7 separate regions of the Mus musculus genome follow, and all the other regions are linked to region 1. The links are chromatin contacts, called in public Hi-C, HiChIP or PLAC-seq and promoter capture Hi-C maps. All regions are on one chromosome and are shown on one strand. Each heading gives the region's core, a stretch centred on a gene start, on an enhancer-like site or on the middle of the called end of the contact. The rest is flanking DNA. Distances are from core to core; before and after follow the strand shown.

Evidence for each region. Promoter capture Hi-C pulls out the DNA fragments that hold promoters and counts their contacts. A called contact is a pair of places that touch in the nucleus more often than the background predicts. HiChIP or PLAC-seq counts read pairs in DNA pulled down with a chosen protein or histone mark.
Region 2: a contact with region 1 is called in a promoter capture Hi-C map of liver, with 9 times the contacts expected there. The contact joins the promoter of Ltn1 here to the promoter of Adamts1 in region 1. A contact is called at or near these places in 15 of 39 promoter capture datasets (the 3T3-L1 cell line, cranial neural crest, embryonic stem cells and 8 more), 5 of 484 Hi-C or Micro-C datasets (embryonic stem cells, muscle stem cells and uterus), 17 of 115 datasets of contacts at active chromatin or transcription factors (the NIH/3T3 cell line, cardiomyocytes, craniofacial prominence and 11 more) and 2 of 9 other capture datasets (adipose tissue and embryonic stem cells).
Region 3: a promoter capture Hi-C map of liver shows a contact between it and region 1, with 4 times the contacts expected there. The contact joins the enhancer-like site here to the promoter of Adamts1 in region 1. A contact is called at or near these places in 2 of 39 promoter capture datasets (both in liver), 2 of 484 Hi-C or Micro-C datasets (muscle stem cells and nephron progenitors), 3 of 115 datasets of contacts at active chromatin or transcription factors (astrocytes, embryonic stem cells and extraembryonic endoderm stem cells) and 1 of 9 other capture datasets (embryonic stem cells).
Region 4: a contact with region 1 is called in a promoter capture Hi-C map of embryonic stem cells, with 7 times the contacts expected there. The contact joins the promoter of Map3k7cl here to the promoter of Adamts1 in region 1. A contact is called at or near these places in 3 of 39 promoter capture datasets (the C10 cell line, embryonic stem cells and hippocampal neurons) and 2 of 484 Hi-C or Micro-C datasets (muscle stem cells and uterus).
Region 5: an H3K27ac HiChIP or PLAC-seq map of extraembryonic endoderm stem cells shows a contact between it and region 1, with 18 times the contacts expected there. The contact joins the promoter of Usp16 here to the promoter of Adamts1 in region 1. A contact is called at or near these places in 5 of 39 promoter capture datasets (cranial neural crest, embryonic stem cells, epiblast stem cells and 2 more), 1 of 484 Hi-C or Micro-C datasets (embryonic stem cells), 10 of 115 datasets of contacts at active chromatin or transcription factors (the NIH/3T3 cell line, cardiomyocytes, craniofacial prominence and 5 more) and 1 of 9 other capture datasets (adipose tissue).
Region 6: a contact with region 1 is called in an H3K27ac HiChIP or PLAC-seq map of extraembryonic endoderm stem cells, with 10 times the contacts expected there. The contact joins the promoter of Cct8 here to the promoter of Adamts1 in region 1. A contact is called at or near these places in 5 of 39 promoter capture datasets (embryonic stem cells, hippocampal neurons, liver and 1 more), 9 of 484 Hi-C or Micro-C datasets (LSK cells, cardiomyocytes, cerebral cortex and 4 more), 14 of 115 datasets of contacts at active chromatin or transcription factors (astrocytes, embryonic forebrain, embryonic limb bud and 8 more) and 1 of 9 other capture datasets (embryonic stem cells).
Region 7: a contact with region 1 is called in a Hi-C map of cardiomyocytes, with 37 times the contacts expected there. The contact joins the enhancer-like site here to the promoter of Adamts1 in region 1. A contact is called at or near these places in 6 of 39 promoter capture datasets (3T3-L1-derived adipocytes, the C10 cell line, the HPC-7 cell line and 3 more), 2 of 484 Hi-C or Micro-C datasets (both in cardiomyocytes), 11 of 115 datasets of contacts at active chromatin or transcription factors (the NIH/3T3 cell line, astrocytes, bone marrow-derived macrophages and 7 more) and 2 of 9 other capture datasets (embryonic stem cells and liver).

The regions. Positions count from the first base shown.
Region 1 is chr16:85,800,826-85,804,635 of GRCm38.p6, reverse strand. Adamts1 (a disintegrin-like and metallopeptidase (reprolysin type) with thrombospondin type 1 motif, 1) reads left to right here and starts at 1,523. Exons shown (of 9, transcript NM_009621.5): 1 at 1,523-2,658. The coding sequence starts at 1,926.
Region 2 is chr16:87,430,004-87,434,111 of GRCm38.p6, reverse strand. Ltn1 (listerin E3 ubiquitin protein ligase 1) reads left to right here and starts at 1,506. Exons shown (of 30, transcript NM_001081068.1): 1 at 1,506-1,686. The coding sequence starts at 1,645. It overlaps Rwdd2b (RWD domain containing 2B), which reads left to right. Exons shown (of 5, transcript NM_016924.2): 5 at 1-781.
Region 3 is chr16:87,707,861-87,711,693 of GRCm38.p6, reverse strand. All of the region lies in intron 1 of Bach1 (BTB and CNC homology 1, basic leucine zipper transcription factor 1), which reads right to left. Among named protein-coding and RNA genes, the nearest start is that of Bach1, 11 kb to the right of the region's middle. Within about 2 kb of position 1,518, at least 38 of the 459 cell types and tissues checked have an H3K27ac peak or open chromatin away from gene starts, as enhancers often do. A contact at or near this core is called in liver, where this site is marked.
Region 4 is chr16:87,551,159-87,554,899 of GRCm38.p6, reverse strand. It overlaps Map3k7cl (Map3k7 C-terminal like), which reads right to left and starts at 1,570. Exons shown (of 5, transcript NM_144854.2): 1 at 1,305-1,570.
Region 5 is chr16:87,452,151-87,456,244 of GRCm38.p6, reverse strand. Usp16 (ubiquitin specific peptidase 16) reads right to left here and starts at 1,260. Exons shown (of 18, transcript NM_024258.2): 1 at 1,143-1,260.
Region 6 is chr16:87,494,344-87,498,446 of GRCm38.p6, reverse strand. It overlaps Cct8 (chaperonin containing Tcp1, subunit 8 (theta)), which reads left to right and starts at 2,578. Exons shown (of 15, transcript NM_009840.3): 1 at 2,578-2,718; 2 at 4,020-4,103. The coding sequence starts at 2,659. B130034C11Rik (RIKEN cDNA B130034C11 gene) reads right to left here and starts at 2,374. Exons shown (of 3, transcript NR_040375.1): 1 at 2,138-2,374.
Region 7 is chr16:87,305,148-87,308,857 of GRCm38.p6, reverse strand. No RefSeq gene overlaps it. Among named protein-coding and RNA genes, the nearest start is that of N6amt1, 47 kb to the left of the region's middle. Within about 2 kb of position 1,352, at least 71 of the 459 cell types and tissues checked have an H3K27ac peak or open chromatin away from gene starts, as enhancers often do. A contact at or near this core is called in 3T3-L1-derived adipocytes, the NIH/3T3 cell line, cardiomyocytes and 1 more, where this site is marked.

The DNA.
Region 1 (3,810 bases), core at 274-2,773:
AACCCTGGGAAAGTGTCTGCCAGAAACCTTTGGAAGATTGCAAGGGACTGTCTGAGGCCCACAAATTTAGGAAGATCTGGGGAGGAGCAAAGGATTAACCAAGAGCCAACCGGAGCAGCAGTTGGGGGTGGGGCAGCAAGTCGGGAGCCCAGAACTGGGCAGGGCAGGGAGCAAGAGCTAGCTGGTGTGAGCGCGCGGGTCTGCCTGAGGACTTGGGCTGTGGTTCTCAAGCTTGTCCTAATGCCTTTCCGCCAGTGAGAGCATTGTGAACTATTTCCTTCCTCTGGGTCACAGAACCCCTCCCTCTTTCTCAGTTCAGGAGCCTCTCTCGACTTTTTCTTAGGGGCCGGGGTTGGAAGGGCTCAGCTTTTGTGACTTTCGTAACGCGGATGCTGCCTTTCCCTTCCCGGTAGGAAGCGGGGAGGGGGGGGGAGGGGAACTCGGTTTCCTTCCACCCCATCACCCAACCCTCCTTCCCCCCACACCGTTCCCCCCCGCCGCCGCTTTGGACTTGATACTGAAGTGGGGAATCTTAGATGCATCTGTCCGCCTGGCCTGCGGCCTGCAGCAGCTGCTGTTAAGATTTTGGAAGAACGCAGACTAGAAGGGAGTTGCTTCTCCAATGAAGAAGAGAAAGCAGAAATCCCTTTTTTTTTTTTTTTTTTTTTTTTTTTTGTCTCTAGGGAACTAAAGCTGGTTCCAGATAGACTATTCTGGAAAAAGCCAAGATACACACACACACACACACACACACACACACACACACATCGCCCCACCCCCACCCCCCACCCCAGAGGTCTCTAGGTAGGACTTGAGGAAACTGTTAAGGTCGTTCCACGTGGATTTTTAGAATCCAGAGTTGGAGAGGTGCTCTATGAACCACCACCACCACCACCACACACACACACACACACACACTCTCTCTCTCTCTCTCTCTCTCTCTCTCTTCCTCTCTCTTTCTTTTCTCTTCCTGAGAAGCGCAGAATCAACACTTTGCCCAAGAAAAGCTGGGGTAAAGAGAAGGACGCTTTAGCCATGGTGCCCATGGAAACGTAGACGAGACGGAAAAGTAGGGTGCTTTTTAAGAAAAGGCAGCTGTAGCTAATAGCCCACTTTGGGGCAGAAGAGGCTCTGACTAGGGGAGAAAAGGAATGTTGAGGAATCTTTTCAATTCGACCCTCTTTCTTGGAAACTGCAGCCCAGCCGGGGCACAGGAAGGGCGACAGGAAGCAGGGTGGTCCGGGAATCAGCAGCCGAGAGATGAAGTTAAAGGTTCACTCTTTTCCCCAGAGCAGCCAGCGCTGTACAAAGTGCTGGTCCCAGCGCTGTTTCGGCGTCTTACACCCCCAGAGTGACGAGCTGTGGCGTGAGGCCAGGGCGGAGGCTGCCCCCTCCCCCTTCAGGCCCCGAGGCGCAGAGCTCGGTTTAGCACCGACTGAGCTCAGGGGGCGGTGTCGCAGTGTTGGGGGAAGGAGGGGCTCCTATGTGGCTATAAAGGGGCGGCCGGGGCTGCCTGGTCCTTGCACTCGCTAGAAAGCAGCTCCGAGCTAGGTGCTATCGCAAGGCCAGAGCGCACAGCCCGGCGGAGAGAGCAGATCCTTGCTCAGATCGAGTCAAATCGGGGCCAAGGCGGAGGACGAAGAGTCCAGGCTCCTATTCTGGACTTGTTCCCCAGCTCCGGGGGCGCTTCTAGGTCCTGCAGCAGCCAGCAGTGCGGAGCCACCAACTCGGTGCTGGAATGAAAAAATTCCCGCGCGCCAGTGCAGAATCTTTCTAAGTGACCCGGAGCTTCGGGTGCTAGCTCTGCACGAACTTTCCCATCAAAGTGATCGTGAATTTTAAGCATCAGGAGCAGGCCAGCGAAGCTCTACGCGTCTAAACGTCTATCCAGACCAAGAGTTCTCTGCGGTGCAGGGTGCGGTGCCATGCAGCCAAAAGTCCCTTTGGGGTCACGCAAGCAGAAGCCCTGCTCCGACATGGGGGACGTCCAGCGGGCAGCGAGATCTCGGGGCTCTCTGTCCGCACACATGCTGTTGCTGCTCCTCGCTTCCATAACAATGCTGCTATGTGCGCGGGGCGCACACGGGCGCCCCACGGAGGAAGATGAGGAGCTGGTCCTGCCCTCGCTGGAGCGCGCCCCGGGCCACGATTCCACCACCACACGCCTTCGTCTGGACGCCTTTGGCCAGCAGCTACATCTGAAGTTGCAGCCGGACAGCGGTTTCTTGGCGCCTGGCTTCACCCTGCAGACTGTGGGGCGCAGTCCCGGGTCCGAGGCACAACATCTGGACCCCACCGGGGACCTGGCTCACTGCTTCTACTCTGGCACGGTGAACGGTGATCCCGGCTCTGCCGCAGCCCTCAGCCTCTGTGAAGGTGTGCGTGGTGCCTTCTACCTACAAGGAGAGGAGTTCTTCATTCAGCCAGCGCCTGGAGTGGCCACCGAGCGCCTGGCCCCTGCCGTGCCCGAGGAGGAGTCATCCGCACGGCCGCAGTTCCACATCCTGAGGCGAAGGCGGCGGGGCAGTGGCGGCGCCAAGTGCGGCGTCATGGACGACGAGACCCTGCCAACCAGCGACTCGCGACCCGAGAGCCAGAACACCCGGAACCAGTGGCCTGTGCGGGACCCCACGCCTCAGGACGCGGGAAAGCCATCAGGTATAAGAGTGACCCCCATCTCTCAGTCTTTACGAGGCGTGACTTGGGGTCACACTCCAGATCGCCTCTAAATGCGAATGACTCAGACTTGCAGTGAATTGAAGTTCTGGGTCGTGACCTTCCCGCTCCCCCCCCCAAAAAAAGTGTGACCATACTCTGCTAGAACACTTATTTGCCCGAATAGTTAATAATTTGAGAAAGAGAGAAAGAATCGGAGGTCCTGTAGATAAGGGCTAAGCGTTTCCTCCGCGAAGCCAATAACCCGACTCCTTACACTGAAGAATCTCTCTCCATCCCTTTAATGCCTTTAGTGAATGTATGAGTTCACTTTAACTAGGTTGTAGTTTCGCGCTGAGTTTTGTAACGTCAGTCCGTGTGAGCACGTAGCGCTCAAAGGAGGGCGGAGTAGAGGAGCCATGGTGACCTGGATGTGCGTTCAGGAGCCTGGGCAACGGCAGTGGTGATCTCATTTCTGTGGCCTTCCGTCTGTCCCCTTCCCCCATTTGAAAAGCTGACCCCGATGGCTGGTGGCTCCGTTGGGCCCCTCTGCAGAACCTGCTTGGGAGGTCTTTGCTTGGCTCGCCCCGCCTCCACGCGCCTCCTACCTCGGCCTCGTTGCTCGCACTCCCTCTCCCGGCAGAGGTTGGACTCCCCAGCGCTGAGGAATGTTAGCCTGGACTGATCCTCCCTGCTACACATTCGCCTGACTCTGCCGTGTTCAGTCCCTACCAGCCAGTTAGTTCTTTTTAATCATTCAAATTTCTTTTTGCCCTTTTCTAGATTTCTCCCTCTTTTCCGACTTGTCCCTAGGAGCTGGTATTCATATCCTACTTTACGATTTCTCTGACCGCTGAGTCTCAGCAGCCCGAAAAAGGCCATTTTCCAAATTGGCAACCCTGGTTTGAGAAAGGAACTTATTCCCCCCGGGGCACTGGGAGTGAGAGGAGGCAGGAACACACTGCTGGGCAGAGTGGGTGGTCCTAGTGCCCGGAACTGGATCAAGCAGAGAACCCCCTGGGACCCCTTGAATGAGAGAGCTGAGCCTTACAGACTGAGACTCCTCAAGCCCCACCCCTTGGCTGAGGCTCCCCGCCCTGCCCCATGCCTTCCACGTGGAGCTGGATGATCTCATTCGGGATTTCAGCCCTGGCT
Region 2 (4,108 bases), core at 257-2,756, 1.6 Mb before region 1:
GTTCCCAGCACCCCTGGCAGGGAGCTCATAACTACCTATATGTCTTTACTTCAGGGCATTTGATGTACTCTGTCCTCCAAGGGTGCATGCATGAACATAAACATGTAAATATATTTGGGGTATCAGATCCCCTGGAGCTGGAGTTACAGGAGGTTGTGAGGTACCCGGTGTGGGTGCTGGGAGCCAAACTTGGGTCCTCTGCAAGAGCAGTGCACCCTTTTAACCTCTGAGCCATCTCTACAGCTTGGTGGAAATTTCTTGACGTGAGCTGGATCTGAAGGCACATGCTTATAATCCCAGCACTTGGGAAGTAGAGGCAGGAGGATGGGAAGTTGAAGGCCAGCTGGGCTACACGAGGCTCTGTCTCATGAAACTTGAAAGACAAATTATATGTGAAGGTAATTTTGATGGTTCGACTTGCTAGGGATTTCCCACACTCTTCTGCCTTCACTAGGAACCTGGAAAAGCTGCCTGTTCACCCTCCTGGCCTCTCTTGCAGCTGCATTGGGCTGTAGGTTACAGTGCAGGATTTCTGGGGATGAATTTGCCTCTCTTCTCTTTCTGCCATGGCCCCTGAAGTGATGGCAAGAGAAAGGGCCAAGCTATCTCAGAGATGTCATTGTACAAGACACCTTGCCACATGCGGACCCAATGTTAATCCCAGCCTGTCTCCAGACCTTTGAAATAAAATGAAATTTTAAACAATCTGTGCTTGTTATCAGTAGTCAGAAGTTTGAAACTACCCTGTCTTTTAAAGTACAAACAGTATAAAGCCTTCCTCATTGGTGTTTGTGGTTCATTTCAAATTGCATGTGTTTAGATTTGGCCCCTATCTGGCCTTGCATCGCTGAAGACTGGGGCATGAGTAGAGCTCAAATGGTTTCTTGTTGTTTCTTTAAGACAGTGTCTCATGCCTATGTGACCTGATGATTCTTTTTTCTTTTTATTTCCTATTTCGAGATAGATTTTCATATATCCCAGGCTGCCCTTGAACTTTAAGTGTGCAAAGCTGACCTTAAATTTGTGATTCTCCTCTTCTCTGTGTCTTCAGTGCTGGTATTGGGAGGGTGTGCCAGCAGACCTGGTTTGCTCAATGTAGGGAATCAAACTCAGCCTTCAGGAATGCCAGGAAAGCACTCTACCAAGTTAGTCGCCCCAACTCCTCTGCTTTTATTATTTCATTTTATTTTTAAAGATTTATTTTATTTATATGAGTACACTGTAGCTTTCTTCAGACACACCAGAAAAGGGCGTCAGATCCCATTGCAGATGGTTGTGAGCTACCATGTGGTTGCTGGGAATCGAACTCAGGACCTCTGGAAGAGCAAATTCCTACACACTAGGAAGGAAATCTCTCCACTACAAATATCTCGGACAGGTTTGGCGCCACGGGCTCAACGCTGGTTTCTTATTGGTCAGCAGTGACGCCACTCAGGCAGGCGTGGCCTTCTTTGTTACGTTTCAGGCAGCGGATGGTCAGAGTCCTGACAGGGAGGCGGGAGCGGAAGTAGGAAGCCGAAAGGCTGGGAGGGCGAGGGGGAAGTGGCTACAGTGAATCCCCTTCCGGCGCGAGGGACCGGAAGTTGTGGCCCGCCCGTGTCAACTTCGGCTCTGCAGACTGAGAGCCGGGCTGCCACCGCCACCATGGGCGGGAAGAACAAGCAGCGGACTAAGGGGAACCTCAGGGTGAGTCCTGTGGTGATGGTAGCCCCGCGGCCTGCGGCCCGGGTGTCCAGAGGGCCGTGAGGGAAGAGTGTGACCTCCCGGTGTGTGCGTCCCCGCGGGTGGACAAGTCGAGGAGTTGGGACCCAAACGACGTTTCACGCCGGATCTGGGAAACGGAGCGCGCCCAGGGAGGGAGGTGTCATCGGGAAACGGTGACAGTGAGCACCCGGGCGGCCCTCGTGGGTGGCCGAGCTTGTGTAGGAGCTGTGGGAGGGAAGAAGCAAGCGTGGGCTTCACTCGCTCAGTCCCTCCTTGCCAAGGCCCGAGCCCGTCGGTGGTATGCCCGGTGTCAGGTCGGTGTCACCCGTTGGGTCTCTGGTCTCAAGCTTACCTCGCTTTTCCTGCTTCACTCTGGCCACCCTGAACTTGCCACGAACTTGGCTGGCCTGGCAGGCTTCGGATGGCCATATGTTAGGTGGCTCTAGATACCTTAATGCATCCTGTATAGCCCTGGCTGTCCTGGAACTCATTCTGTAGACCAGGCTGGCCTGGAACTCAGAAATTCTCCTGCCTCTGCCTCCCAAGTGCTGGGATTAAAAGCGTGTGCCACCACCACCTGGCGCTTTGAAAGTATCTTAAAGGCAGGTGTTTCTCTGCAGCCTTTATCCTGATGGATCACACACACATACACACACACACACACACACACACACACACACACAGTTCGCTTTTATAGACCTGTTCCACCATTTTTTTTTTAGATTTATTTATTTATTATATGTGAGTACACTGTAGCTGTCTTCAGACACCCCGGAAGAGGGAGTTAAATTTTGTTACAGATGGTTGTGAGCCATCATGTGGTTGCTGAGATTTGAACTCTGGACCTTTGGAAGAACAGTCAGTGCTCTTAACCACTGAGCCATCCTTCCAGTCCCTCATCTCTTAATTTATAAATTTTGCTGACCCTTAGGAGAGTTGATCTCAGTATTTAACACCCAAGTTCTCTACCTTATGTATTCTAAAAACAGTGTCATTCTTCATATAACATGTGAAACTTTAACCATGGTGGAGTACACAAATATAACATGTAGACTTACAATTTGTATTTCTACTAACTTTTATAGATTTAATTCTGTTTTTATTTTATTTTGATTTTGGTTTATCAAGGCAGTTTCTCTTTGTAGCTCACCTGTCCTGGAAGTCGTTCACAGATGTGCCTGCCTCTGTCTCTACAGTGCTGGGATTAAAGGCATGCACCACCAGGACTGACTTAAAGTTGTTTTTAGATAATAACATTTTCAAAGCATTTATGACTCAGTCAAGTATCACTTGTTCCCTTTGGCAGGGAATACATTAAAAGACACATAAAAACAACTTATACTTTGAAGTCTTTTGATTTAGACAGTTTTCCATTTCATACATCCTAAATGAGCGTGTTTTTTATGTCATAATGACCAGGAAGAGTTGGCCATTGGTTGGCTTTGTTTAGTCTCATCTAATTGTTTCCTTCTATTGATTCCAGCTAAGCCATTTTTGACCATGCTTTGTATGATAACATTTTCAGTATATCATTCCAGAAGTGTACAATACTTTTTTTTCCCCTTTAAGACAGTGTTTCTCTGTTCTGGAACTAGCCAGCTCTGTAGACCAGGGTGCCTTCCCCCCCTTTATTATTCTTTTTTGTTTTGTTTTGTTTTTGTTTTATTTTTTCCTTTCTCAGTGGCATTTGCTTAGTGTTGAGCATTGTAAAGTTATCTTTTTCCATTGGATAATAAGAAATATGTGGTGTTGCAGTCTGTGGTTAGACATACTTACCCCTAAAGATTTTCACACCCTGCTGGGATTAAATTCTTCCTGCAGTACTTCAGAGTTACTGTTGGTATCGCAAATGACAAAGAGTGAAATGATTGCTCTTACCTCATTTGAAGGGTGATCTAACTGAAGTTTAGAGAAGTTTACTTGCTTAAATTTGTGTAGCCTGGAAGCTTCAGAGTTGGGGCTTGAAGTTTAGTTTTTAAAATGTTACGTCATAGGGGGCGCGCTGAGAGGACGCCTTTCAGGAGTCCATTCTCCTTTCCCTTTTTGTGGGTTTCCGGGATGGAAGTCCAGATTGTCTGACAGCTTGCATAGCAAGCGATTTATCCTCGGAACCATCTTGCTGGGCCTGGACTTGAACTTAAAAGTAGCATTTGTTCAATAGAAAATAGTGCTGGGAGCCATATATATTTGTAGATTTTAGTAGATACATGTCTTTTTTGTTGTTTTGACTTTTTGTTTTGAGATGGGATTTTACAATGTGGGATAGCCTGGTCTGCGACTTCTTGTGTAGCCTAGGCTGGCCTCACACTTGTGATCTTCTTGTTCCAGGCTCCTTAGTGCTGAGGTTACAGGGCTGTACCACTAACATGGCTAACTGCTCTTTCCTTTGTTTTGAAACTGGGTC
Region 3 (3,833 bases), core at 269-2,768, 1.9 Mb before region 1:
ATGAGCTAGAGAAAGTATCCAAGGAGCTAAAGAGATCTGCAACCCTGTAGGTGCAACAACATTATGAACTAACCAGTGCCCGGGAGCGCTTGACTCTAGCTGCATATGTATCAAAAGATGGCCTAGTCGGCCATCACTGGAAAGAGAGGCCCATTGGAGTTTGCAAACTTTATATGCCCCAGTACAGGGGAACGCCAGGGCCAAAAAGGGGGAGTGGGTGGGTAGGGGAGTGGGGGGGTGGGTATGGGGGACTTTTGGGATAGCATTAGAAATGTAAATGAGGAAAATACCTAATAAAAAATTAAAATAAAAAGGAAAAGAGAAAAAAAGAAATATTTTTTAAAGCCCAAATGAACAGAGCAAAGCAGAGGCCATCAGCATAGTCCAAAGGGGTGTGTTTGAAAGCTGGTAGGTCAGGAAGTCCCCGGAGAGCTGGGTTAAAATGTTCTACAGCTAGAAGAACTTTCTAAAATGACATTTTTAAGTCGGCATACAAAGCAATGAGCTTCACGCAGCATTTTCAAACAGTGTTCTAATTGGTCCTGCCTCACTGCGCTCCCTGCCCGCCACCCCTCTTGCCCCTAGTTTCTACCCCTGCCCTCTGTAGCATCTCCTCTCCCCTCCCCACCACCTCCTCATGCTTAAATGGTCCAGGAATTTTCTAAAAGCATACAAAGACACCGAGAAACGGGCCGCATGACATGCAGCTTGAGTCGGCCGGGCTTCTCCCTCTTCCCACTCTGAACAATCACATAGGTAAGTAATGCGTGTTGGTTCAGTTTGTTTTCCTGGCTTTTGTTTTGATTTAGTTTTTGGATTTTTTTGAGACGGGGTTATATATAGCTCTGGCTGTCCAGGAACTCACTCTGTAGACTAGGCTGGCCTTGAACCGCCTGCCTCCACCTCCCATTGCTGGAATCTAACATGAACGCCACCATTCTTGGACACCATTCTTTGACTGACTATACATTTACAGGACTAAATGTCATATTTGAAATTTTAAAACAAAGTTAGGCTTAAAAGCAAGGAGCTGGAACTGTCAGAGAAGCCTGGAAGAAAGTAAATACCCATGAAACCCTCATCAAGGTGTGTGGGTTCTGCTACTCCTCAGGACTCAGCGTTGCCTCCCCAATGCCCTGCTACCTGTCACTATCACTGTACATCAACATGAGTCTTCCTTCCGATATGCAAACGGGTTGTGTCCCGTACTCGATTTCCAATTTCTTTCACTCATCTCAATGACTTTACCACACACTAATACTAAGAACATCTGACATTTCTTTCTGGTTGTTGTTGGCAAATATTTCATTATGCAAGAATGCAACAATTTGTTCATCCATTTAATTGGTGATAGAGATAGATAAGGGACTTGGCCTCAGCTTGGGATGCTAATAAAGCTTTATTAGACACTGCCTGGATACACGCAAGGGCTGAGTGATCTGGGAGGTGCACTCCCTTTAGCACTCATGCGATGGCCTCACAGATGACGAAATCCCTTCATTCTGCTACCAGCATGGCAGTGCCAGTGGCCCCGCGGCAGCTCCGACCCGACACGTGCTGCCCTCTAGTCTTGGCTATCATGGTGTGCACAGTAGTTCTGGGGTTTTGTGTGCCTACCTCATGGTCATTAATATTGACTATCGTGCATGTGCCTGTTGGCCAATTCCTTATCTCCTTGTGTGAAATACATTTAATTCTTCCTAGACTTTTCTTTATTATCTTTGAGTTGGAAGAGCTAGAACTGTGATTATAGTTGCAATAAAACTATCCGTTAATTTAGAGAAAATAGCTAACAGATAGAGTTCTCCGGCTCACAAATATGGCTTGCCTCTCCATGTTTAAGGACTTCTTCAATGTCTCTTAATGTTATGATGATGTCTAGAGAAGAGGTGGTTTGTGCATCTTCTATGGAATTTATTCCTATACATTTTGTGGTTTCTGTAGCACTGTGAATATATTTGAGCTCTTGAGCTTAACTGTCCAAGTTTACTACATAATTGCAACGTATTTCTGAGATATGAACCAGAACCCTTCAACCTTAACTAACTCATTGATTGTGGCAGCTTCCTTGTAAATTCTTGTTTAACATGCACATCACACCTTCTAAAAGCACAGGGTTTTACTTCCTTCCTTCCTTCCTCTCCATTTCTTCCCTTGGTGCAGTGACTGGTCATGTGACAGTAGAGGACCTGCCACAGTCCCTTACCAGGGACTTCCACAGCTCACCTCCCATGTGGCACAGCTTTAGTTACTACAATGCAGGGTTCAAAAGATCCTGTCCTATCTTAAGGCGGCCAAGCATACAATAAAAACTATTTAGAATTGAGTGAGGCAGGCTCTTAACAGGAGAAACAAAATCAACACAAGTATAAGGGGAGGGAAGAGGCAGACAGGAAGTCAACCAGTCTCAGACTGATACACAAACATCCTACAGACACAGAGGTGGTCTCCAAAACGTTCAACGCCAGATCTGACTAAATACCACGTCTCCGCAGTTAGGATGCAGTGAACCAGGCTGTTCCCTCTACCTTTTCACACTCCAAACAACATCATATTGATTACACTAACAGCAAACTGAAAGGCATTCACAGAAATTGTGACAAAAGCCAGTCAGATTCAGTTAAGTATAAATTGCTGGTAATCTGGCTTTGAGTAAAACCTCTAAAGATTTCTCAAATAGGAAAGGCATCCAAAAGAGAAAAATCCATTTTAAACTAAAATCTTAGATTTTGACCAAATCAGGAATTAAGAGAAGGTGGGAAAATACAGTAGAGGAGTGGGGGTGGTGGAGTGACTACACAGAATTCCTATCACCAAACCAAGCATAGCAAAGGTCCCTCTAAATTCTCGACCATGCCTGCCATCCCCTGTGTGATGGTTAGCAAGGTCAGCCTGGCAAGCATGAGCACACCTGTGAGGACTCATCCTCCCGGGGGCAGCACAGCCTGAGGGCTCTTCCTTCTGTGGGCAGCACAGCCTGCTGCCGGACTTCACCTTACTGGTGCTGAGAACCTTAAATACCCTCATGTTGTGGCGACCCCAGACCATAAAACTGTTTTGTAACTACTTCATAACTATTTTTGCTGTTATGAATCGCAATGGAAATATCTGATGGGTGACTCTGTGGGGGTCAGGACCCACAGAATGAGAACTGCTGGTCTAGCAGCAGCCCAAACTGAGGAAGCCCAGTAAGAAAAGCTCTCCATCTTTGCCTGCTTGTTTTTGAGTCTTGCTGGAGAGGTCATTTCCCAGCTGCTCTGACCACTATCACGGTCTACACTGCAGCCATCCATGGAAGATATCCGAACCCAGTCTTCAGCCTTCCAACATGGAGTGAAAGCCGGTGGCTCTTGAGGACCCTCCCCCCCCCCCCAGGCCTCTCGTGGACTGTGCAGCTCTGGTTCTCAGCCCCACACCCACACCCATTTAGAGTGCAGAGAGTCGGGCACTATCGGTTAAGCCAATCTAATTAACTCTTTTAATATACAGCAGTTCTCTTGGTGTGCCACAGAGAACCCTGGCTAATACACACTTATACTTAGAATTCTCAACTTTTCTTTCCCGGGAAGGGCAGTTCACACTGTCTCCACTTCCCTCTCTGCAATTCCATGTGAGTCCCCTCTGTAAGCCAGATTGTCAGTTTCCTCAGTTTCCTCAGCAACATTCAACACCCTTTCATCTCCTCCCTGCGATCGATCGCTGGGCTGCCAGGATCCCAATGCTCCAGGGACTTCCAACCTATCTCTCTGGCAGGCTGCTGTCTATTATCAACCTGACAGAATCTAGCATCATCTGGTGGGGTGTCAGCCTCTAGACAAGCCTGTGAGGGAGAG
Region 4 (3,741 bases), core at 321-2,820, 1.8 Mb before region 1:
TTCAAAGCCAGCTTGGGCTACATGAAGCCCTCCTTTAAACAAACAAACACCCAAAGGCATCCCATGAGTGTGTGGCTCTATTTATTAAATTATTATTATTTAGTTAATAAACTTAGAGACAATATGTGGAAAACATCCCATATTAACATTTCTATTTTTGGTCATGCCTCTTCTAAACTCTCTCCTTCCTATTCATCTCATGTAGGCAGAAACCCAAAAAAAACCTGCATGATATTTTAAGGAAAATGTCTCCAAAAATGGCAAAATATAAATACTGTCTTTAGCCATCCTTGGCAGGGTCCTGGGAACTGCGGTAGCAGAATATTTTCTCATGGTCAGGTTTTTTTTTTCTCTTTCCCATAGCTTTTCTGTGTCTAAAAATAGTATCCAGAACACTGGGGTTTGTTTTTACAATTACTTGTGTGGGCAAGTTCAGGGCCTACATTTGTATATGTGCATTCAGATGTAGATACATTGTGAACCATCTGAGGTACCATCCTGAAAGAAAACGGGCCTCTATTAGCCATCCAGCAAAGCTTAAAAGCACAGCAAATGTTTATGAGCCACTTAGAATTCTGTTGCGCCCAAGTTACTCCTCACAATAGCTCTGGGCCCTGGACATTCTACACACCATGACAACATAACTTTATGTTACAAAAGGACAGAATCCTGAAATGGCTATGACTTAACACGGGACTTCTTGCTTTTCAAAAAAAAAAAAAACAAAAAAAACAAAACCAACCCTCTGGCACATTTGTGTGTAGTTTCTTCTGCTTGGTATCAGTATTCTCGGAACCACCTGTTTCTGAGGAAAGAGCACAGATGGTCTCAAGTTGAACAAAACAAGCAGAAGCTCCGAGAGTTGTAGCCGAGAGGGAAAGTCTTACTTCTGGGAGACCTATAGTGCGCAGTCTGCCTGAGTGTGACTTCTAGGGATGGGAAGCTCGCGCCTCTTCAGGTGCACACATCCCTTTCCACTTTCCCGCATCAACAAATGAAGCACAGGAGACGGGAATCTGCCTCTTGGGTTTACTAAACCTCTGCTCTGGCTTCCAGCTAGAGGAATGAAATCGATCAACACAGCTAAGGGCAAGACAACAGAAAATATCTGCCTGTCTGTCTTGAAAAGGGTGATGTCCAGATCCGGTAGATTTTGAGTGCCACACAGCATCCACAACTTGCCTTTCCATCGCACCTCCCCGGGGAAAGCAGCTGCTGGGTCCTTCTCCGGCCACTGTAACGGAGCCTCAGTTAAGTTGCCCGTGCTCAGAGCGGTTAGCTGGGTTTCACACCTGCTGCCTTACCTCACTTAGTTGAGAGTCTGCGCTTGTGTAATCCAGGGCCAGCCACTGCCTTGGCCAGTCGTTGAGTTTGTGCAGTCAAGACTCAGCGAGAGAGCAGTCTGCACCTGCTGCATAGCAGCCACCGACACTCTGAGGAGCAGAGACAGCTGCCCAGGCTGCACACTACCTGCTCTGCCCCGGACCCCACTGTCCCATCCCACGGGACCTCCCTGTTCCGCTTCCTCGCATAGCCCCTCTCTCCTTTCCTTGCCACTCCGACAGCCAGGATGTTGTCATGTTTCTAGAAAAAGCAAGAGCAAAAGAAAAACCCTCCTCCTGTCAGAAGCATTGATAAACAGCAAGCTGTAGAGCGTCCAAATGTTTTAATTCATTAGTCCTGGCAAACCTAAAATACAAACAGACTTGCTTCACAAGACAGGAATGTCTTCGTGGTGACCCAATCCGTGTCTGCGTCTATTCCAGCGAACTGGCAAAGATAGCATGACTCTAGTCAGCAAAAATGTCAGCTCAGCTAGACCCAGCCAACTTGGACAGGCCACTGGCTGCCTCTTGGAACGTAGCAGTGATGATCCCATTAAGAAGGTGAGGTTTGAGGTTGAGCTGGTCCTGAGCTTGATGGCTTGATCCGCTCTACCACGGCAGTCGCTCACCAAAGGGGTCAGTGGTCAACCGGGAACATCGGGATCCCTTCGACTTCTCTTCACAGTCGTTAAACTTGGATGCCTTGGGTATTTAAAAATAACTGAACCATGACGTTAAGGTTAAAGAGTTAAACATAAATAACGTTAAGAGAATGCAAAGACAAAGCCACAAACTGAAAGGAGATATTTGCGAAATGCACAGGGGAATCCGAAATATGGGAAGAAAACTTAAAACTGGACAGAGGGGAAACAGTCCAGTCGGGGAGTGAGGAGGAGGAAGGGGGAGAGGTCGAGAGTTCTCAACAGACACTTTTCAGCAAAGGTAAACAGATAGCCAGTAAACCTATGGAAAGATGGTTGGCTTTCATGTCAGTAGAGAGCCACAGACAGAAATAATGGGGCATTGCCTGGCACCCGTTCCCAGGGCTCACATCCCAACACAAGCGATGAAGTACATATGGAGAAGAATGCTAGCTCTCCCTCACTTCTAGTGGGAATACAAAAGGATAAAAGAACCTTAGAATACAATTTGATCATTTCTTACTAAACCAAACATATTTTTATCATGTGATCCATCAATGGCAGGCTGTTCCATGGTCTAGCATCCAGGTTCACATGACAATCCTGGGTGATACACTCAGCCTCAAAGAAGTCAAAGTAGTGCATCATTTATGTGCTGAATGCAAGTCAGTAATTGTGTCTTGCATTTTAAATGCCATCCAAAGGCCTATGCATGGAAGGTTTGCTCTGCTGTCCACAGCATGACTTTGAAGTGATGGAAACTTTGGGGTGAGGGGGGTCCCACTTAGGTGACTGGAGGTATGCCTTTAAAGATATTAGCGTCCAGCCCCCTCCTCTTACTCTCTCTTTGCTCTCTGGATGTATTGATGGGTACAGTTTTCTTACATCACGTGCTCCATGATAAATTGCCTCACCACGGGCCCAAAGGCAATGGGACCAAGTGTAGCCTTTGAAGCCATGAGAGACCAAATTCATCTTTCAGACTTACAAGTTTACTTTCTTAAGTCCTTCGCCAAAACAATGAAAAGGAAGGCAATACCATATCTTTAGGGACTCCCACATCAGGCCCCTAGGCCTGCCTTGAGAGGGGCTGGTGGTGACACTGATGTTGCTACAGTTATCAGTAACTGCTAGCATCTGGAGTTAGGGATGAAAAACAGACCTTTCTTAAAGTGACAGTTCATATTAAATACATGGAACGCATCTCCTTCTGTGATCATGTACCTGACAGAGGCATCATCTCTGTATCCCAGACTCATGTCAGTAATCCTGGGGGCTTCCCAGGACACGGGCTATAACACTCATGGCTGCCCCTTCCAAGATCAAAGATGCCTGAGAGAGAGAGAGAGAGAGAGAGAGAGAGAGGTGTCTGCCAGATGCTACAGTGGAAAAGACTTCAACAAAGGATAATTTGACAACACTGAGTAAAGCATAAATTTTAAAATGTCTCATTTTTCTTACTTAGATAGTCTAAATATGCTCTGTCTGAGCCTGATGCTATAAATTGAAATGTTTCCAACCTTAATATCTACTAACTCTTCTGTCACCTTAGGAATGATGGTGCACGTATGGGCTCGTTACTCAAAACACATTCAAGCAACCAATAGGAAACACAAATGAAGTCAAGTCCCACAACTGAAACCCAAAATAACCCAGATGGCACTTTAGGAATGCAAAAATATATATATAGAAATTCAATCCGGAAAGGATATATGTGCACATGAAAATATTAACACATCAACCGTATGTTTATGAGTGGTACCAATACCCACGTT
Region 5 (4,094 bases), core at 11-2,510, 1.7 Mb before region 1:
TATCCTGTATCTGTTTCTCTACCACAGTAAACTGCTTTTCAAATCTATAATCTGAACAATTTCTCTCTCCTTTCCTCCCTCTCCCCCTCCCCCTCCCACCCTACCCCCACCCTCCTCTGAAATCCGAAGCCTTAGGAGAAAGAACTGGTTCTGGGCAGAATTTCTATCTTGCCTATAGCATACTGTGAGTACATAGTAGGTCCTCAAGAAAAACTTCCTCCGCTAATGGCGCACACCTTTAATCCCAGCACCGCAAAAGTAGGCAGTTACAAAGCTCCAGGCCAGCTACAGCGAGGTGGTCAGATGGACGGACGGACGGACGGACGGACAGAGGGACAGAGAGATGAGATGAGATGAGATGAGAGAGAATATTACCTGAGAAGGCACAACTTCAGGTGTAAAAGAAAAAGGCGGACATGCGGACATTAATTAAATCATAAGCCTTCAGTTGTGGAGACAGAGCTAGAAGATCTGGTTTAAGGACTGCAGCTTCCCTTGAGACAGCAGAGGGAAACTTGAAAGACAAACTTTTAATTAGGGCAACCAAACCCATGACTGAAGTGTCAGTCGATGCTACTGAAGGAGCTACAGTAAACTTCTGACAGCTGTGAAGGTCACTGCTGCGCCGTGGGAACGGCGTCTATAAAACAGTAATGCTCGGTCCCGCAGCGTCCAGGGGAGTTTTCAGACGAGAATTGCCACCTTGGTCCAACTACTCGCTCGCGGCTCCCTCCCTTGGCTGAAATCACAACTCCTGCTGTCAGCCTCCTATCCAGCCGGCTGCTTTCCTTTTCTGCCCTCCCGGTCCTCCTCTGCCTTCGCTAAGCCATCATCACCACCAAGGCAATGTCGGAAAGCCCCTGTCAGCAGGTCTCTCTACAACGTGGCTCTCCAGTTTCGACGTAGGCTGTCACCCGGAGGTGGCAGCGCCAGCCGCGCTTACAACGCACACGGTGTCACCGGGCGCTCCCCGGAGCTCGCACGCCAGCCGCCCGCCCAGCCACCCTTCCCGTCGCCCGCCGGCCCTACCGACTGCTCGGCGCCCACCGGGCCGGCCCTGGAGCCGACAGCACCCGCAGTAGATGAGGATGAGGCCGAGGCAGGGCGGGAGTGTGGCGGCGGCGGGGGTGGCCGGTACTCACCCGGGGCGACGGCGCCCATAACTGCCTCCCGCGACGGGCCCGGAGCCGGCCGCCAGCTCCGCTTCCTCCAGGTGACGCAGAGAGAGCGACGCGGTGGAACCAGCCACCCTCCCGGAGAGGCAACTTCCGGAACGCGGCATTGTGGGAAATGGCTCGGCCTCCCTTGGGGTGGGTGCGTGGGAGGCCCGCCACGTGTTCACTGCAGTGTTAACTGTGGAGTAATTTAAATCCTCCTAGGGAGTGGATGACGGGTCCTGGCCCTTGGCTTGGAAAGTCCTTCATGGCTACCTCTCTTAAATACGTTATTTCTGCAGGATGGCCAAGAGAGCGACGTAATTACACACGTCTCTCCTTTCCCCTAATCCTGTCCCACTCGCTTATAAATGTGAGTGTTCTTTCTTCCAACCCCAGCCTTCACCTTGCTGACCTTGTCCAAACTGACAGGAATTAAAGGGGAATGTTACAGTGTAAAGTCCTGAAGATTTGAGTTGCGGTTGGTTGACGAGAAACAGTAACTACACACTCTGTGCCGAGTCTTTTGTAGCACCCGTTAAGCGGACCTCAGCGGAGACAGTAATCACAGAAAACTACCTGTGCGTGTTAGTAGCAAAATAGGCAGAAGTAAGCAACACGGTAAAAGAACAGTTGATGGTGTGTGCGAGGGGATGCCATAAAGAAACCACTTGAAACTGCCGCTCAGTTAGGGGGAAGGTTTTTATTGTGAATAAGAGAAAAACTACTCAAAGGCATCGGGAAGAGTCCAGTGCAGAGAGAGGAAGGCCAGGGCTAGGGAAGCAAGAGAGTGGGAAAGAAGAGTGGATGGACATAGCACGATTGAAAAAAAAAAAAAGTAGCCAGAAGAGTCGGGGGCAAGGAAGGGGCAAAGAGAACGGGAATCAGGACCCAGATGAGAGAAGGTCCTGCGGGCTAGGGTGAAGGCTTTGAGATGTGTACTTGTGAACCGGGACTGAGGGAGCCTAGAGGCCAGTTCTAGACTTATCTAGACCTATCATAGGCAACCGCGAGTGTATATTAATGGAGAATCATGTCCCTTCTGTCAGAGGCAAGGGACATGAGTCCTTTTGGGGAGAAAACAAACCCTCAAGGTTCCTCAAACCTCAAAGATCCCGAGGAATGTTGGCTTTTTATCTAACCACCCGAAATCCTTCCATAGTCCAGCTTGAGCTCATTTCTAGATATATGGCCTTCTAAAAGATTGCAAATGAAATATTCAAACTTACTAGTTGTCAGATAAAACTATGTTGAAATAGTAGCATAAAACTGGAAAATTGGCCAGTATAATTTTTTTTAATTAATCACTCTATTGGTTTATATCTCAAATGATATCCCAGTTCCCAGTTACCCCTCCACCAACTTCTCATCCCACATGTGCCCTCCCCACTCCACTCTGCCTATATGAGGGTGCTCCCCCACCCACCCACACTCTCCAGCCCCACCTCTCTGGCATCCTTGTATGCTGGGGCTCAAACCTCCCTGGGACAAAGGGCTTCCCCTCCCATTGCTGTCAGGCAAGGGCATCCTCTGCTACCTATATGTTTGGAGCCATGGATCCCTCCAGGTACTCTCCTTAGTTGGTGGTCTAGACTCTGGGAAAACTGGGTAGTCAGGCCAGCCTATGTTTGCAATCCCCTGCTGCTCCAGCCCTTCTGCCAGCCCCTTACCACCACTAGGTTCCCTCAGCTCCGTGTGATGGTTGGCTCCAAGCATTCACATCTGCATTTGTCAGCTGCTGGCGGGATCTCCCAAGGAACCACCATACTAGGTTCCTGTCAACAAGAGCCTCTTGACCACCTCAAGTGTTGGGTTTGGTGTCTGAGGACATGATGGATCCCCAGGTGGGGCAGTCCCTGGTTTGCCCTTCCTTCAGTTTCTGTTCCATTTTTGTCCCTGTTCTTCCTTTGGACAGGAACATTTCTGAATTAAAATTTTTGAGATGAGTGGGTGGCCCCATCCGTGGACCAGGGTTCATGCTTACCCACTGGAGGTGGTCTCAACAGGTTCTATCTCCACCTTCTCTACGAATTTTGGCTAAAGTCATTCCCATTGAGTCCTGGGAGGTCCCTGGTGCCTGGGACCCTCCAGTGGCTATCCCCAGTTCCCCATCCACCCTGCTACATATTTTTATTTGATTTCCTGACCCTCTGTAACTCTCTTATATCTCCTCCAGTTTCTGACACTGTTCCCCCTTATTTCCTCCCCCTCCTCTTTCCCTCCCAGTTTCCCCTCTCCCTCTATTTCCTGTCCCCATCCCCCTCAATGCAGGACTGAAGTATCCACACCCTGGTCTTCCTTCCTTCTAAGCTCCACTTAGAGCTTAGAAGTCTAAGTGGGGCTGACTCATGAGCATTGTGAGCTTTTGGGCTAACATCCGCTTATCAGTGAGTACATGCCATGTGTGTTCTTTGTGACTGGGTTACTTCACTCAGGATGATATTTTCTAGTTCCATCCATTTGCCTGAGAATTTCATGAAGTCATTGTTTTTAATCGCTGTGCAGTAATTCATTGTGTAAATATACCACATTTTCTGTATCCATTTATCTGTTGAGGGACATCTGGGTTCTTTCCAGCTTCTGGCTATTATAAACAAGGCTGCTATGAACATAGTGAAGCATGTGTCCTTGTTATATAGTGGAGCATCTTTTGGGTATGCTCAGGAGTGGTATAGCTAGATCCTTAGATAGAACTATTTCCAATTTTCTCAGCAACCACCAAACTGATTTCTGAAGTGGTTGTACCAGCCTGTAGTCTGACAAGCAATTTAGGAATGTTCCTCTTTCTCCATATCCTCACCAACATCTGTTGTCACCTTAGATTTTGATCTTAGCCATTCTGATTGGTGTGAGGGGAATCTCAGAGTTGTTTTGATTTGCATTTCCCTGATGACTAAGGAAATTGAACATTTCTTTAAGTACTTCTCAGCCATTCGAGAT
Region 6 (4,103 bases), core at 1,329-3,828, 1.7 Mb before region 1:
ACCACACATACACACACATACACACACACCACTCACACACACACACACACACGCACACACCACACATACACACACACCACACATACACACACACCACTCACACACACACACACACACACATATACACACACCACTCACACACACACACACCACACACACACACATATACACATATACACGCACACACGCACACACATACACACACACACACACCCCATTGATCACCAATTGAGAAAAATGCCTTACAGTTGGATCTAACGGAGGCATTTTCTCAAAGGCGGCTCCTTCCTCTCTAATGACTCTAACTTGTGTCAAGTTGACACTCAAAACCAGCCAGTACATAGCGTTTAACCCAAATTACACAAAATTAACAAATCTCCGTTCAAAAGGAATAATTGGCAATTAAAAACTAAGTCTTTGATGAATTAACACATAGTTGATTGGAATTGCTTTTAATTCTTCCCATTTCCCACTTGTGCAAGGTCGACTTTTACTTTAAACTTTTGATGAAAATTTATCCACTGTCTTGAACTCGTTTAGTTTTTCAGGATCTAGTTATCAATTTTTGCCAAGATTTAGATCCTCTTAGTTACTTTTAACAAATCAGGTATAATTTTAAATCCCCTCTCACTATTTTGTGTCAGTTATACCCATAAGTGATGCTGAGACAACGGGTTTTAGTTTTTCCTAGCAAATCCATGAGGGAATCTTCGACTGTCTTACCTCTCAGGTGTCATGTACTTTGCAGACATAGAATCCACATAGAAGTTTAAACAGAGTCACCCAATGATTGTTTTTAATGGGTATCGTAGTAACCATTGATTGTTAATATTATAAATCAAACTATTTAACATTAATATAAAAATATAGCAGTGAACACTGAAGGCTAACATAACATTATTGAAAATGTCTCTCTTGAGGACTGATATTCTCAATTTTTTCCCCAAATATTTTATATGTGGCTTAGTGGACGACAAAGAGTGTAAGTGGCTCCTTGTGCTTTTCACATTCATACTGTGACATACTGAACACCCAGCAGGCCTTCACAGCTCCCCACAGGAAGAGGAGACAGCTCTGTATTACTATGAAAACACTTGCGTAGTCATGGGCCCTGAAAGGGCGTTGGAGAGCCTCGGAGGTGTCAAAACCAATCTTTGAGAACCACTGAACGTTTGCTCTGTCTTCCAATATAATTGGCTCACTTACCTTGTGTTCGGTGACAAGAAAGTATTTTCATGGTTACATTTTTTTTTCCTTTTTCTTTTCTTTTCTTTTTCTTGGATATTTTCTTTATTTACATTTCAAATGTTTTCCACTTTTCAGGTCTCCCCTTCGGAAACCCCCTATCCCATCCCCACTCCTCCTGCCTCCATGAGGGTGCTCCCCCACCCACCCACTCCCATCCTCCCACCCTGGCATTTCCCTACAAATGGTGCATTGAACACCCTAAGGCCTGAGGGCCTCTCTTCCCACTGATGTACAACAAGGCCATCCTCTGCCACATATGTGGCCAGTGCCATGGGTTGCTCCATGTTTAGTCTTTGGTTGGTTGTCCTGTCCCTGGGAGCTCTAGGGGAACTGGCCTGTTGACACTGTTGCTCCCTCCATGGGGCTCCAAACCCCTTCAGCTCCTTCAGTCCCATGGTTACATATTTAAAATGTTTAATAGAAAAAAAAATTGCAGTTGATAGTACGGTTGCAATTATGAGTCTGTCCCAATGTAAAGAAAATCTTAATTTCTCTATGTCCAACGACTCACCAAAGCGTTTCATATTTTTCTGCAAGGGCAGGAGATGCTTCCATTTTTTTGTATTTTTTTATTGTAAGAGTGTTTTACTTTCTCTATGAAGTTATTCTATTTACATAGAAATGTTTGTGAAAAAGATTCTGGGGGAGTAGAGAATATCTATATAGATATATAGATATAGATAAAGTGGTTAACTATTCCCACTTTGTAATCTGCCCATCTAGGGTAGAAATCGTCGCTGTAATATCTATTGGCCTGGTGACCTCTGCGTACCACTGAATTGTGGTTATCAACTTCCCTTCCATAAAATGGAGATTAATATTCATTCTTAAATTTGACCAATAACAAAGATAACTGCACTTAAGCAAACCGCTTAGCTCTGCTACGCACGTGCAGTCCACGCGTTGCAATCCTCCATGCTATTTCAAAGATCACCTTCGAGCCTTCAGTGCTTCCCAGTGACCAACACAGAGGATGTCCATTGGTAGTTTATAGGGGCGAGGGCGGGTGAGCTTGGAGAAGAAAAGGCTAACCTGCCCCGGTGCTGGGTCTGCAGGATTAAGTTTAAGTGAAGGATAAGACGTTGGGTGTCCGCCACCGAAATATCACAAGCCAAACGTCCTAACCAAAGTTTACTCATTAACTTAGGACAAGGGACACGAAGGGAGCATGCACGCTCTGGGTTCGGCCTGATCGTCCGCTTTGATCGGGAATCGGCAGATCAGGTCTGTCTGCTGGAACCTCTGGTTCTCGCGATATTTCAGAGACGCTGCAGGTTGAAGGGGCGGGGCGACCGGAAGTAGGGGGACGCGAGGCGGCGCCGAGGCCCATTCCCAGCAGGCAGTGCGCGGCGCCCCTTGCTTCCTCGGCGTCTCGGAGCGAGCGCGTGAGCGGTGGACTGCGGCCGAGCCATGGCGCTTCACGTCCCCAAGGCCCCGGGCTTTGCCCAGATGCTCAAGGATGGAGCCAAAGTAGGTGGCGTGGAGGGACTGTACGGTGGGAGGGTGGGTCTGCGCCTGTGGCGACCGCGACAGGCCTGCGGGCGGGCGGCCGCGCCGCGATCGGGATGGAGAAGGTTCTAGAAAGGGAAGCGTGCTCTGGATGCCGGCTCGCTGGAACTGGTGGGCATTTCTGTTATTCCCCCGGCGGCTTCGGGTTTGCATCCCAGCTCCCCACGCCCCTGTCTGCGGCATGGAGCCCACGGGCGCCGCCCTTAACGCGAGCTGGCGATGCGTTAATGAACTTGGACGGAATTGGTAACGGGTGGTTGGAGGGCCGGGGATTGTAGGATGGAGATGACACGAGTCCGGCATGGTCACTCCTGGGCCTGCCCTTGGTTGCTTCCTTCCAGACACGTCCGATCCCCACTGCTCTACTGAAAACTCTCCTCTGGACGTTCTGTTTCCTTTACCTTTTCTGAGTTGAGACCGGGCCGAAGGCTGTTAACTGTCTTTTCACTCTGACTGTCCGATGTCGTAGCCTACAGGATAAATGAAGCCCCACCCCAGATCGAATAGGCCGTAGTTTCAGGAGTGATTTTTTTTTTTTTTTTAAAGCGGTCACATTGCTTATGGAGCGATTTGTCCTGAGTTCCCCAAGCTGCCAGATAACGTTTGTTTTGTCTTTCATATTTTTACAAGTTGTAGAAATAGCGGATTCTTAGCAGTACAGAGAGGTGGTGTCCCCTTTGTAGTGATAACTGGCATACTGAATGGATGTCAGGGCTTAATGTAAGTTAGTAAGTTCTGCAAATGACACTGTTAACCTTTTGAGGGGTAGCAACAGCTTCCAGTTTCCATCTTTTCCTCCATCACTCTGGCTGAGGACATGATACATTTAAAGGATTTCTGTCACAGGCTAGCATTTCAGCACAGAGATACTTTGTGTAAATCGGTACTGATGGAGGCTATAGTGAAGACAAGTTTTTTTAAAGTACCCCCATCCCCCAAATTTAGGTTAAAAGCTAGTACTAGTAGGCTGGGATTGTAGTTTAATGGTAGATTGCTTTCTTGTGTTCAATCCCTGGAAAAGGCAGAAGGAAGAATAGTTGTTATTTAGCTAGGTGAGTAATAATCTGCCAAGTAGGAGCTATTGATTATCCCATTAGTTTACAGATAGGAAAGAGAGCCAGGCCCAGTGGGGGAAACTGAGGCTGTCTGATGACTGCCTGTGTGATCCTGGCTGTTTCTTAGAAGCATACTCAACAGAGGTATCCTGCGGTAGAAAACTCTTAACTTGGTTATCATGCCTAAGCAGACATTTTCTTTTTCAGCATTTCTCGGGATTAGAAGAGGCTGTGTATAGAAATATACAGGCCTGCAAGGAGCTTGCTCAGACTACTCGCACAGCGTACGGA
Region 7 (3,710 bases), core at 103-2,602, 1.5 Mb before region 1:
CATACAGTCCATGGAGACAGAAGAGCTTGCTCAGAGCTTGGAAGAGTAAAAGGAGGCCAAGGGATGATGAAGAAAGACGATGGAGGATAACAAGATAAACCATGTTTGAACATCCTTTGCACATTAATTTATAAAATGAAAACACTTAAAAACTTTTAATTTGATGTTGAGTATTTTGGAAAAGGAATTATTAAAACGAATGGCCATTCTCTTAGTTAAAAAACATTTTAATTTGAGCCACATAAAATGCTTTTTGCTAAAATACCAAGATCAGAAAGGAAGATATAAAGTTGCCTCAATCTTGATTGGTGTAGTTTAGGAGAGGATGCCTAAAGCATCTTTTGCACAACCACAAAAGCTCATGGGACATAAGGCTGATTAAAAATTATCTTACTTTATGTAACAGCAGTAAATAGTTGGAAAGTTAAATAAAATAACTGCATTTATAACACCATTGAAATCTCATATTTGGAAAATATTCCCAAGACCTTTGACAAATAACATAAACATTTGTGTCTGTTTTCTCCTCCCGTCTTCTACACATGTCTACCTCTGTTATCAGATTTCCCCCTTTTATTTTGAAACTTTATTAAATAAAATTTGAAGCCAAGGCTCCAAACATGCCAGACAGTCAACCATTGAGTAATAGCCCCCAGTTTCTCACTCTTTCCACCACTTTTTTTTATATGAACACAGGTCATATTACTCAAGAGTCTTTCCACCCCACTGCAGCACAACTGCATCTTAGGTAAGAAGACCTGGACCTGATACTTTAAAATAAGGTTATATTGTGAGTTCCTGGAGATTAGAACCTGAGCATATTTTTTGAGGGTACATAATTCAGTCTGTGTCACTTTCCTGCAGCGTGTCCCAATCGAGTTTTCTGAGTTAAAAGAATAGTGTCATTTGCCTGCAAAGATATTTCTAAACATCTTACAATTCTATTTCTATAGAGCATATCTTCATAACATTGTAAAGTGAGATGTAAAGTAAAGGCAGATGGAAAATAAAGTGCTTTTATTCATTGAAGAAGGATATTGTTAAGTTGGGGTCATGTTTCATATACCATTTAATGTTTACACTGACTAGCACTCTGCATTCATCAAGCTGTGGGATTGCATAGCTATACAAGATCCCTGACATCTCGCCAGAAACGTGAATGTCAAAGGAAGCTCACACTCACTCTGGTTGGGACAGTGATGCTGGGGGCACTGGAGATGTGATTCCTGGAAACCAGCCTTGCATTCTGTGTCACAGTGCTTTTTTTTACCAAATTTGTAGATCATAGTTGAGTAGCTGACTCATGCTTCTGGAGTTTTGGGAAGCAGACACTACGCCTCCGTGCATACTGTTGTGTACACTGAGAAAGGACGGAGAGGCAAAACCACTGAAGAGTGGCCAGAAACGCTATGTACTTCTGAGTCCTTGGACAGCCTCAGTGTCAACTTTCTGGCAAAGTTTCGCTTAAGTGCCACATCATTTCTCACAGTGGCATAGTTTAGAAGCTTGCAGCACCTATAAATACACACACTTTAGAGATAAGAAAGCAGACCTTTGAAACCAGAGACTGTAAAGCCAACCAGAAGTATCTGTGACGATACTACCCAGCTGAAAGATTCATGCGCGCAGACTCAGTGTTTTGTTTGAGAAACAGTTCAGCTGGCAGCAGCCTTCAAGTTCCTGACAAGTTGCCTCCATTAGTTATGGCTAATCATGATTCCCAAATATTTTGGCTTGAAGCAACACTGTGTGCTTTAGGGAGACGCAGCCAAAAGCATCTGAGAAGTAGAATATGACATTCATTAGTTTATCATTCTGCTTGAGCTACTGAGCCGAATTATAATATATACCAACTGTGATCATTTTAATTGTCAACATGACTCAATCTAAAGTCACCAGGGAAGAGTCTCAAAGGAGTTCCTAAACCAGGGTGGCCTGAGGGCTTGCTTGTCTGTGAGGGATTTTCCTTTGCTGGATTAATTGAGGTGAGAAGATCTACCCCAACTGTGGTCCTTGCCATTTTGTGTGCTGAGCTCTGAACAGTATCAGTCTGAGAAAAGCTGCTGAACATAAGCATGCATGCATGCATTTGCTTCTTTCTGTTCTTGACAGGATGTGTGTGATGAACTTCAAACTCCTGCCTTGACTTCCCTAAATGTAGCCTGGAGCTGTAAGCCAAATATACTCATTCCCACTTAAAGTTGTTTCGTCAGGATATTTTACCACAGCAATAAAAGTGAAACCAGACACAAACTAGCAATATAATTAAAGAAGCTATGTGATATTGTTTTTTGGGGGAACAGGATAGGAAGAAAACAAAACCACAGAGAGCTAACATGCTATGAATTGGGGATTGAATCCCTCCTCCTCTCCTCCTTTTCCTCCTCCTCCTCTTCTTCTTCAAAGGCATGACTGCTTTGCACAGTCCAGGTTAGCTTGGAAGTAGTTATGTAGTCCATACTGGTCTTGAGCTTTAAGCATTCTTTCTTGTCTCTACAACACCAGTGTTAGAATTACAGGTATGACATATGATAGGAGCACATGTCACATGCCTAGTTGAAGTTAGTACTGTTGGTAGAGAAATACTGAAATATGAATAGGTATCTTACTGAATTTGTGATATGGCTCAGTAATAACTTTGGGTTTGGAGACACCGTCCTTGACACTGAACGTCTAGCTTTGCCCTGCAACTTTGGGAGTTCTCTGACAAATTGTTAAATTTTAGTCCATCTGTAAGGCAGAGACAATGAGAAAGTATTTTGTATAGTATTGCAATGAGAACAATATTTTGTGAAAACAGAGAGCCGAGTCTCAGTCTAGCTAAGAGGTTTCTCAGATAAGGCCAGGGGTTCTATATATGGAACAGCCCAGGTTTTTGTTTTGTATATCTAAGCTGTTGGGGTTCTCTGAGAAACATGAGCTACAAATGACAAGCGAGCACCAGATCTGGTCTTTGCATTCTTGGCATTCAGTGAATGCTAGCCTTGTTCTAACCTTTGTCCTATTAAATGTGCAAAGAAGGAGGGCATGTGCTTCTGTCACGTGTCACACTTGGACGAGGAAGCAAGACCATTCTTCCCGTGTCCCCATGCTTCCGAGTGTTCTGAGTAATAAAACCTTTGGATTGGGTCACTTGCTTGTGATCCATTAGCCTACTAAGTGTCACAATCTCTTCACCACATGATGATAGATCATTATGGGGGCGGGGGCGGGGCACGTGCTACCTTCAGAAAATGGTCTCAGCATTTCCTTACATGACAAATGCAGGAATTACTGGAATGACTCTGTTGACAGATAAAAAGTGTCTGGCTGTTCTTATCTTTATTTCAAGCTACAGGATGTTCCAACCTTGTCTTGTACTTCTTGTTTTTGAACAGGGTACCTCTAGCCAAACGGTATTGTCAGCGGCAGCCTGAGATGCGGCTCAATGCTGTAGCAATGTGGGCAGGTTCAACTAAGGAATGACTTCCCTGCAGAGAGGAAGGTCAGGTCAAGTCAGTATGGGTGGGGCTGGAGATAATTATGAAAGGGTTTTAATACAGAGTTAAGCACTGGGGGGGAAGCAAGATAATAACACATGCCCTGGAGTAGCATATGTTCAAGGGGTAACAGGTCCCCATACCTCAGCACAACTGACTCCCTGATGGCCATACCATCCAGGGCATCAAACAGAGTCCACCTGCCAAAATGAAAACAAAGACTTACCCATC